2 separate regions of the Cricetulus griseus genome follow, and region 2 is linked to region 1. Evidence: chromatin contacts called from public Hi-C data. All regions are on one chromosome and are shown on one strand. Each heading gives the region's core, a stretch centred on a gene start, on an enhancer-like site or on the middle of the called end of the contact. The rest is flanking DNA. Distances are from core to core; before and after follow the strand shown.

The links. A called contact is a pair of places that touch in the nucleus more often than the background predicts.
Region 2: a Hi-C map of fibroblasts shows a contact between it and region 1, with 1.7 times the contacts expected there. The contact joins two enhancer-like sites. A contact is called at or near these places in 2 of 8 Hi-C or Micro-C datasets (the CHO-K1 cell line and fibroblasts).

Annotation. Positions count from the first base shown.
Region 1 is chr3:254,174,229-254,179,362 of CriGri-PICRH-1.0, reverse strand. The region is part of intron 1 of Slc22a23 (solute carrier family 22 member 23); the gene reads left to right. Among named protein-coding and RNA genes, the nearest start is that of Slc22a23, 12 kb to the left of the region's middle. Within about 2 kb of position 2,997, at least 2 of the 6 cell types and tissues checked have open chromatin away from gene starts, as enhancers often do. A contact at or near this core is called in the CHO-K1 cell line and fibroblasts, where this site is marked.
Region 2 is chr3:254,240,863-254,245,888 of CriGri-PICRH-1.0, reverse strand. All of the region lies in intron 1 of LOC113834994 (a long non-coding RNA gene), which reads right to left. Among named protein-coding and RNA genes, the nearest start is that of Slc22a23, 55 kb to the right of the region's middle. Within about 2 kb of position 2,333, at least 3 of the 6 cell types and tissues checked have open chromatin away from gene starts, as enhancers often do. A contact at or near this core is called in the CHO-K1 cell line and fibroblasts, where this site is marked.

The DNA.
Region 1 (5,134 bases), core at 1,748-4,247:
ATAAATTTAATTGGCAGGCCTAATGACGCAGCCTGTAATCTCAGCTACTTAGAAGACCAAGACAGGAAGATAAAATTCAAGACCTGCTTCCAGTATAGTATGACTTCATGACCACCCCAGGCAATTTAGTGAATGAAGCCTTGTTCCAAAAAGCAGCAAAGTGCTAGGGACTTCACTCAGTATACAGAAATTACCTAGCATCTTCAAGACTGGATTTAGGATGGTTTTAGCGGCCCATGCCTTTAACCCCAGGACTTGGGGGCAGAGGCAGGTAGATCTCCATGAGTTTGAGGCTAGCCTGGTCTACATAGTGAGTTCTAGGAGAGTCAGAGCTACATAGTGAGGCAGGGGGGAAAAGACTAGATTTATTTCCCAGTTTAAATCAATTAGTTTCAAATTTGGAATGTGTGTATGTGCATATGTATGTGTTTTGTGTTCACATATGTATGGGCATACATATGTGAACACACATGAATGTGTGTAGAGCCCAGAGACTGGCATCAGATATCTTTCAAGTACAACAAGTACTGAGCCCATCTTGCCAGCACCTAATTAAATTGCTGATTTTTTTTTTTTTAGATTTTATGTGTATGTTTTTTTGCCTGCATATATGGCTTTGTACCATGTATGTGTGGTGCCTGTAGGCCAAAAGAGGGCATTGGATCCCCTGGAACTGGAGTTACAGATGTGTCAATATGTGAGTGCTGAGAATCAAACCCACAACCTCTATAGTAGCTTTTAAATGCCAATCCCTCTCTCCAGCCCATTCATTATTTTTTTAAAAGCCTACTGGAAGATGTGCATAGGTTTAAAAAAAAGATTATTAAGGTAAGGTATCTCATCACATACCTGTAACCTTAGCACTCAGGAGGTCTCAAGTTCAAGATCAGCTTGGGCTATGTACAGAGCAAAACTCCCTCTCAAAACAAATCAAAAGAGTGAAGAATATGCAAGTCCCTGGTTCAATTACGAATAGAAAGTGATGTATCTACATCAAGATGAGACAAGGAGGGTGAGGCGAGGCTAGGAGTCAGAATTTCCTCAGCATGGTGAACAAATTAGAGACAGGGAGGGGGTTGCTCTGGAGAGTAGATCTGCTGGTGGGAGTCACTTTCCTTTATTAGGTGTTAGAGATGATTTCTACCAGTAAGCTGCACCCCTTCTCCAACCTTCTATTCTTGATGCCCTTTAACCCAGTGGACAACACACAGGAGGGTCCTATCTCCCTCTGGGGGCCAGAAAAAGAAAAACACAGTGGTCTCGACCAGCAAACCTTTGCTACCAGGAAGTCTGACCTCAAGCAGCAAACTCAAGCTCTCTGCCTATCTAACTGAACTGTAGAATTATTTAGCAGAGCTAATGGAATGAAATGTCCTCTAGGGACTCCATCCCTTTCTCTGTTTGATTGTTGTTAGAATCTGACCCTAGGTTTGTAGTGATGAAGAATCAGATAGGATCAATATAGATACTTTGAACAATTCTGATAATGTCTCAATAGTAAGGAATATTTGTCATCTAAATGTCCCTAAGCCAAAATATTAAACCCTAAATTTGTGAGTACCAACACAATGCCACAATATCATGTTTCCTGCATAAAATTATTTAAAATAATATATTCAGGCTACAATGTATATCTAAAGCATTATTTTTAATTAACATTTATTTATGTATTTAATGTGTGTGTATACATGTGAGTGCAGTATGCTTTGTGCTATGCACATCAAGGAGCATGTACAAAAGGTCAGAAGATAACTAGTGGGAGCTGGTTTTCTCGTTCTACCCTGTGGGTCCCAGGAATTGAACACAGGATGTCAAGCTTGGCAACAAGTGCCTTTACCTGCTGAGGCATTGAAAAACCAGGCTGCCTCCATCTTAGGCTTAAAAGCCATATTGTAATAAAGAAAAACTAGGTTCATTCCTGTTGATGATTAAACTTCTGTTTCCTCAAGGATTGGGCTATGCCTCACCTGTAGGTTTCACTACAAATGGTTTTGTAATCCTGTTCTAGGTATGGCAATCATATCTTTGTTTTAAAAAGTTATTAATCACTTTGCAACCCTACGTTTGCTTCAAAAGGGTTGTTATGGCTACTTATTATGACTACCTGTTGTTATGATCACCTTGCAATCATGTTTTTGCTTCAGGGGTAATTTGTGACTAACTTGTTATGCTTACCTTCTGCTCCTGTAACTCCACCCATTTTGCCTGCCAAATCCCCCCTTTGGAAGGCTCCTAACTCTGAGTTATAAATACCTTGTCTTCCTTACATCCAATGCTGACCTCTCAAACTCCACCTTAGGGGAAAGTAGCCCATGTATGTGAATTAAAAAAAAAAGCTTGCTTTAATTAATTTGGCCCTGATGATTTGAGTAAGTGGCCTTTCTCCCCTCATCTTTGGGATTAATAGCATCTCACTAGCCCAAAATAAATAAATTTTGTGTTTAGACTTAGGTCTCATCACCCAAATATCTTATATATAAGCAAGTGTTGTGCGATTTTTGCTGGGGAGACATAAAAAGGGTCTATCCCATCTTAGACAGGACATTAAGATATACAAAACACAACATAACAAAACAAAACAACAACAAAAACCAACTCCACTCTAACAGGCTAATAACCCCCTAACCTCGGGGGAGCTCAGAAACCTGGGTAGGAACATGGATACACAGACAACAGCTTCCACAGAAAGCTGCCAACAGGATCAACATATCAACCCCCATGGGTTTTTACAACTTTTGCAGGGGAACACATCTGCAGATGGAATCCCATCCCCAAAGCTCCTTTTTCTGTCCTATAAAACCTCCTGTGCACAGTCTCTACTCCTGCAGTCTTTCATTGCTCTGATCAAAGGGCAGCCTGCTTCTGTAGAGATCAGTGATCTCTTTCTTGGATTCGCACATCACCCCAGTCAATCCACATTCAACACACTCAAGTCAATCAAAGTATACTGGGGTTACTCACAGGAGTATGCGTGACAGGTTCCTTACAGGAACATGGATGACTCAAGGGCAGCTGAATCATCAAAAACCCACTCTCGCAGGGGTGACAATGCACAAAAGCTCCACCCCTGGAGTTCCCAGCACAACCCGCAGGCAGCTCAGCCCCTGTCCCTATCTCCATCTCCCCAGCAATCATTACTGCTTGTATTACCTTGGGGATCGGCCTTGTCAATCTTGTGACTTTCAAGAGATTCCTGGAACTTGTAAATTTCATATATTTTTTTCCTGGTACTTGTAAATTTCATATATTTTCTGAGTCTCACAAGGAGCCTCTCCACAGGAGGGAATGTCTTGCTTTGAAGGGAATAGTCAAATAACAACATTTTCTCCCCAAAATCCAAAACATCTTTTGGTCCCAGACATTTTGGATAAGGAGCAGTGACTTGTAGCTTCTTAGAGCTGCCAGCCTGTCCTTCACATGATCTCACCATGCCTGCAGAAGGGGTAATGCAGCAGGTGCAATAATTATTCCCAATTTACAGAGAATGCAAGACTCTCCAGAGTAATAGGGCTTATCCAAGGCCACATAAGCAAAAGGCTGTGTAGCCTGGCCAAAAGTCCAGGAGGTCTGATTGTGGGTGCTCTTCCCTCCCACTGGACCAGCTGTCCTTTAGAACTTGTAACTTGCATCCACCCTGCTCAGGCTTTGCTCCTTAGGAAAAGATACTGAACTTGGGTTTCTCAGACATCACTGGTGGGTTTTCTATGGCTGTATACTCAGGTTATAAGGAAACTAACCCCCTGGGTCTTTCTTGCTTTTTTTTTTTTTTTTTTTTTTTTTTTTTTTTTTTTTTTAGCAGCTCCAATAATTCAACAGCCATGCATTGAGAAAAACAAAACAAAACAAAAAACTTAAATTGGGGGACAAAGGAAATCGAAGTCCCCAGAGGCCAGCCTTTTTGCCTCCTGTTTCCAGACTCTAGATAAAGAAGAAAGAGAAGAAGGAGAAGGAGAAAAGGAGAAGAAGAAGAAAGGAAAGGTTTCTCAGATGAGCCTTGCAAAACCAGGCTCCAACCCTGCTTTGGCCTAGAAGATTCGTAGTTCTCAGTTCCACGAGCATGGCTATGTATCCAGTGCTCCTCACATACCATAAGGGAAAGATGGTGAAGGCTCAGCATGAAGTCATCTGTATTTGGTTCACTCTAATTTATATGCTGAATTTTCCTGGCAAGTGGAGTATTTGTTTCTAGTACAGTTAGGATTCAGCGGCAGGAGTACCTTGTCAGGTCAGAAACAAGGAATGCTAAAGCAGAGATCCCATCATGCAACAGAGCTCATACAAGAGATTTATTGGGGCGGGGGGGGGGGTTGTAAGGCTGTCTCAGATTGGAGATGTGAGAGGGAGACAGGGACTGACAGAGAAATGGACAGAGTGAGAGAGAAAGAGAGAGAGCAAGCCTTGGTGTGGGGAGCTGGCTTTTAAAGGGCATTTGTCGACTGGAGATGACATAGCTGCTGCTGCTGCTGCTGCTGCTGCTGAGTCACTGAAGGCAAGCTGTGGGACCGCCTGGAAAAGGAAGGAATGGTAGAAATCAGGTGCTCCCGAGCCTGTCTTCAGACTAGCAGCAGCAGCCATGTCATTAGGAGCTGAAAATGTGACATGCATACCCTTTAAAAGGTCCCCACCAACACAGACCATTCTCACGGTCTCTTTTGTTGTCTTGCTCTGTCTGTCTGTCTCTGGCTCTTTCTGTCTCTCTCATGTCTCCACCCTGAGAAGGCGTTTTGCTTCCTCCCCCTCCAATAAATCTCTTGCATGAGATTTGTTGCATGTTGTGATCTCTGTTGCAGCATTCCTTGGCTCTGACTTGCCAAGGTATTCTCGCTGCTAAATCTCAGCACTGGTGTCTGTGACTTGGTAGGTTCTCCAGTTGCAGGCACTCCCCCTGAGCTTCTGAGCCACACCAGGAACCCTACTTGTCCATCCCACCCACAACAGGTCCACCTTCTGGCCCACAAATCACTTGACCTTCCATCCATCACCTGAAATTGCTAAGTGATCCCTTTCAGTCAGTGCAAATATTTCCCTGTATCGCTAGTACTCTTGAAGGTGGAAGTACCCACCTCTAACCATTTCCCTGGGGTGAGGCTTTGTGTTTGAGCTAGATTTTTCAACTTTTGGATTCATTCCAAAG
Region 2 (5,026 bases), core at 1,084-3,583, 67 kb before region 1:
GAAGACGTGGCTTGTCCACACCGCACTGAATGACAGTGGCTGGCAAAGCCGTGGCTCCTATACTAGCTATCATTATTTCTGAGTATTCACTTTCCACTTATAAAATGAAGTAATGGTAAATACTGTAAGAGCCTCATATCACAAGATCACCGAGTCTCTTAGTTGCAGCCAGAGGCCATGTTAATAACCGACCCAGAGCCTTCAGGTTTGGGGATGTTCCTCCAGGAGGTGTGCTTGTGACAAACCCACTTTTCTCAGAATGTGCCCCCACTGCTCAGCTATCATGACTATGTAGGATGCGGTAGATTCCAAGATTAGTCAAAAGGCCCCATTGTCACTCACTGTCACCTTCCATCTGCACAGCAGGTCCTATAGTAGTTCACATCTCATTTTCATCTCATAGATGAGCAAACAATGGCACAGAGGTTAAGTGACTTTAATTAGAGCCACACCACATACAAACATCTGGGATGAAGTTCAAGCCTGTCTCTGACTCCAGGATCTAAATTCTTTAGTGCTACACTAAGTAACAATGATGGTTATTAATTCTATGAGTCATTTTGAGTAGACTGAGAGGAGTTCAAATATGTTAAACATTATTCTAGATATTTCTGTGGAAATGTTTGCAGAAAAATATCATCATATGCTTTGGTAGACTAAGCAAGGAGATTCCTCCCCACCCCCCACCCCCACCCCTGCCACATGCACACCCCCAGCCATGGTAACTGGTACCACCCAATTGTCTTAGGAAAGAAAATAAAATAAAAAGAAAATAAAAAGTCAGAGGAGGTGGGAATTCTCTTTTTCTGCCCGGCAATTTGAGCTAGAACATGGGTTTCTTTTGCACTGGGTTTTAGGATGGAGTTATATAACAGCTTGCTTAGTTAGCCTTCATATTTGGTGAAAGCCCCACTTTTCCCAGGTCTCAGAATGAATGAAAAGTGAAAAACAAGAAAGCCATTGGAGAGTTGAAATCCTTTTTCTGACCTGAACTGGCCTCTCTTGTTACTGCGCTTGCCCCACCGTGACAGACTGCCGTTCTCTGAACTGCAAGCTGTAATAACTTCCCCCCAGATGCTTTGGTCTCATGTTCGGTTACAGTTTTTCTCTACTTCTGAGATGGTCAGGCACTAGCTGAGGGCCCACTGCTCTCTGGTATGACCTGGTCTTAACCAATTGCTCTGTAAATGACTCTACAAAAACAACAACAACAACAAAAAACACAAAAAAAACATGTGAAATAGGTTCGACCTTGAACATATTGGTGTGTGTGTGGTGTGTGTCGGGGTTGGGGGGGGTGGGGATAGGGCACATTCAACAACCACAGTCATAATGCTACTAAAACTGAGAGGGAAAAGAGGGGACATGGAGGCAGCTTGGGAATGTCATCTTCCTTTGGGAAGGAGACCTGGATAGGTTCTAAAATTAAGACACATGGAGATTGTGCGCTCCGATAGAAAACTCCAACCTGCTAATGTTGTCTTCAGAGAAACAATCTTCCTCGAAACATTTTCTTAAGGCTTAACAGCTTTAGGTTTTGTTCTTTTATAAAAATAGAAAAAGCTTAAATATGAAGATGGTTTATTCTTTCAGAGATTGTAATGATTTCTTGTGGGATTATTCGGCTAGGCAATTATGATATGAATTTCCTCCCTGGCCATCATCAAAATCATCAGAAAGGAGAAATAATGAAGGGGGGATAAGAAGGTAAAGGACAGGAGGAGGAGTGAGGGAGAGGCATGTATATATCAGAGTCTCCTTCACAGTCACAGAGGCTATCAGGAGCCTGCCTATAGCTGCCAGTGCGTAAATGCTTGCTGAACTGGGGTCTTGGTTGTTACAGTGGCATGCCGAACCACTGTGGACATGTCCAGCCCTCTCTCTAGAATCCCACAGCCACCGGCATCTGTGGTGTTCAGTACCCAAGGCCTGCATGTTTCATTTCTCTTTTGCACCCAGCAGTCTAACTGATTAATTCCAGACATAGCCAAGGAGAAGAGGCCAGTGTTGTCCTCAGATGTGCTGAGCCTGTGGCAGAACAACGAACAGAAGCCTTTCCTTCTGTCTAGAAGGTACGGGGTGCCTCCGGCTCCTGAGTTAAATTCTCTGTGGCAAAATAGTAATTCCCTCCCTGGATAATGGGACTGGCTGGTGAAAACCAAGGTGGTGTTATCTGTCTGGTTTGGTCTGTTTCTCTGCAGGGGACACTGTGGCTGCTCATAAACACTGTCCAGCTCAGAAATAAGCAAATGCCACAGCTGCTGACGGATGCTCACAGCCTGTCACCAGCTCCACACCTCCCCATCCTGCCTGGCCCTCCCATGCTGGCTCACCTCCAGCCTATTTCAAAGGCAACAGCAGTGACTCAGGCTTCTATAAAGAACAGGGACAGGCTTGGCTCTCACCAGCAGGCTCCTGAGAAGGGACATCAGAGCCAGATACCTCATGCCTCTGCCTCTGCAGTGTGTGTGTCTACCTCCACCAATCCCCTGCTCACATTCGCACTAGCACAGTCGATATTCTTGCTCAGTCACAGACTGAGCACCTGCAAGGCCCACTGCCGTTCCCTGCTGACTCACCCACAGCCCAGTGCTGCCTCTGGCTGGACTGGGAGCACGGTGACTTTTTAGGGGAAGCTGGCTCAGTGCATTTCCCTCCTTTCCTGTTTCCCCAGAAGTCCTTACCCATGACTTGTCACCCTGAGATCACAGAGAGGCGTGGAGACATACAGCAGACTTGTGTGAGAAGAAACATCAAAAGTCATTCCTTTTAAGTGTCAGGAAGCCACTAAAAGAAGCCAGTTCTCAAAATAAATAAATAAATAAATAAATAAATAAATAAACTGAAAAAAATAAATTTTAGTAGCCAGTAAATACCTAAAATATGTTTAACACCTTTAGCCATCAGAGTAAACACAGGTCGCTAACTGCTTCGAGGTTAGAGCTGGCCCAGAAAGATGATCACCAGGAAAACAAATGGCAACAAATGGTGGTGAGAACACTTTACACTCTAGTGGAATGTAAATTAGTGGGGCCCCTATAGAAATTAGTATGGAGACTCTCCAAAAACCTAAAAGTGAAACTACTGCATGACCCCACTGTATCACTCCTGGCTATGTACCTGAGGGAATCGGAGTTGGCAAGCCATAGAGATAAATTCATGCAGCGCCGTTCACAAGAGCAAATGATAGAAACAGCCGAGAGGTCTGTCCATAGATGAATAGGGAAAGAGCATGTGGTATACGTACACAAGAGCATTTTATCCAGCCACAAAGGAGAACACAGTGATGTCATCTGTAGGAAAGTGCATGGACCTGGAGATCATGGTGTTAAGCAGAAGAAGCCAGATTCAGAAAGGCATGCAAGCATGCTGTCCGTCATACACAGAACCTAGACTTTTTTTGAAGGCATAAATGCCAAAGGGAACAATTTAGCAGAGCAGGAGACCCATCAGGAAGGATAGAGGAACAATATGAGTGGATAGTGAAAGGGTTAATAAGTTCAAAGCACGTAAACTGCATCTGTGAAAACATAATGAAACCCGTTATTTGATGCCATGACTATATGTTAATAAAAAGATTCAGGTTTATAACCAATAAGCTCAGCAGCCACCACCCTGGGGCAGAATCTTCATGTCCAGGTATGGTGGATTACTTAATTCTCTAACCTAACTGAGAAAGGCAGCAAGATGGAAAGATAAAGTTATTTAAATTCTCTTTAGTCGGATGAGTTACAGAGGCCCAGAGCTGACTGGGAGCTACAGTCAGGATCCGAAATGGACCTACAGGACAATGTGTCTAATATTTAGTCCCCAGAAATCCCCCTGTGAGACCTTTAAGAGGTAGGGCCTGGTTAAAGATCTTCAGGTTATTTGGGGTTATACCTCAAAAGACATTATGGGACCCCCCCCCCAGTATCTTCCTCTGCCTCTGCTGTTTCATCTGGATTGGACATGATTATTTCAGTCTTGAATCAGAGCAGGTGTGATCAGCACCCTGAAACCCTCAGGAGATATCACCTATTAACATTACCAGTGAGGGGGTTGAGAGGCTCATTAGGTCCTCCCCTCCGAAGGCTATATGAATGGTTAAAAATTGCTGGAAGACAAGAGTAGCTGCTGGTAGTTGCTCAAGCGCTTGTACGTGACTCCAGTAAATTTATTGCTTCACTAAGATGGACTTGGGTAGAATTGTTTCTCTGGTCTGATGTTGTCTTCTCTGTCTGGGGTGAATAGAAGTAGACACCACAGAAAATATGCAACACTCAACACTTCCCAGCTGGGAAATGAGGGGTGTGGTGGTTTGGATGTAATTGGCCCCCATAAACTCATAGGGAGTGGCACTATTAGGAAGTGTGGCTTTGTTGGAATAAGCATTTGCTGGAGGAAGTGTGTCACTGTGGGCTTTGAGATCTCCTATGCTCAAGCTACACCGAGTGAGACAGATAACTTCCTGTTGCCTGCAGGATCAAGCTGTAGCTCCTTCTCCATTCTCAACTCCTTCTCCAGCACCATGTCTGCCTGCACGCTGCCATGTTCCACCATGCTGATAGTGGGCTAAACCTCTGAAACTGTAAGCCAGGCCCCTTTCAATGTTGTCCTTTATAAGAGTTGCTGTGGTCATGGTGTCTCTTCACAGCAATAGAAACCCAAACTAAGACAAGTGGTTTGTCTGCTTCATGCTCCTATCATAATCTTCTGGTTATCATAGGTTCAAAGGCCCAATGATGGCATACAACCTCTAAACACATGAGCACTAAATAAGTCTTTTCTCCTTAGAATTTATTACCATGGGGATTTGTGCCAGTGATGGAAAACTAACACCCTGGATCCCAGGGAGCAATACATCCAATCTCTTCTTTCCAAGGAGGAGCCAGAAAAATGTCCGAAGCAGGCTTCCCCCCCACCCTCAAGGTCACACAGGTTGGAATAAGCATTTGCTGGAGGAAGTGTGTCACTGTGGGCTTTGAGATCTCCTATGCTCAAGCTACACCTAGTGAGACAGATAACTTCCTGTTGCCTGCAGAAC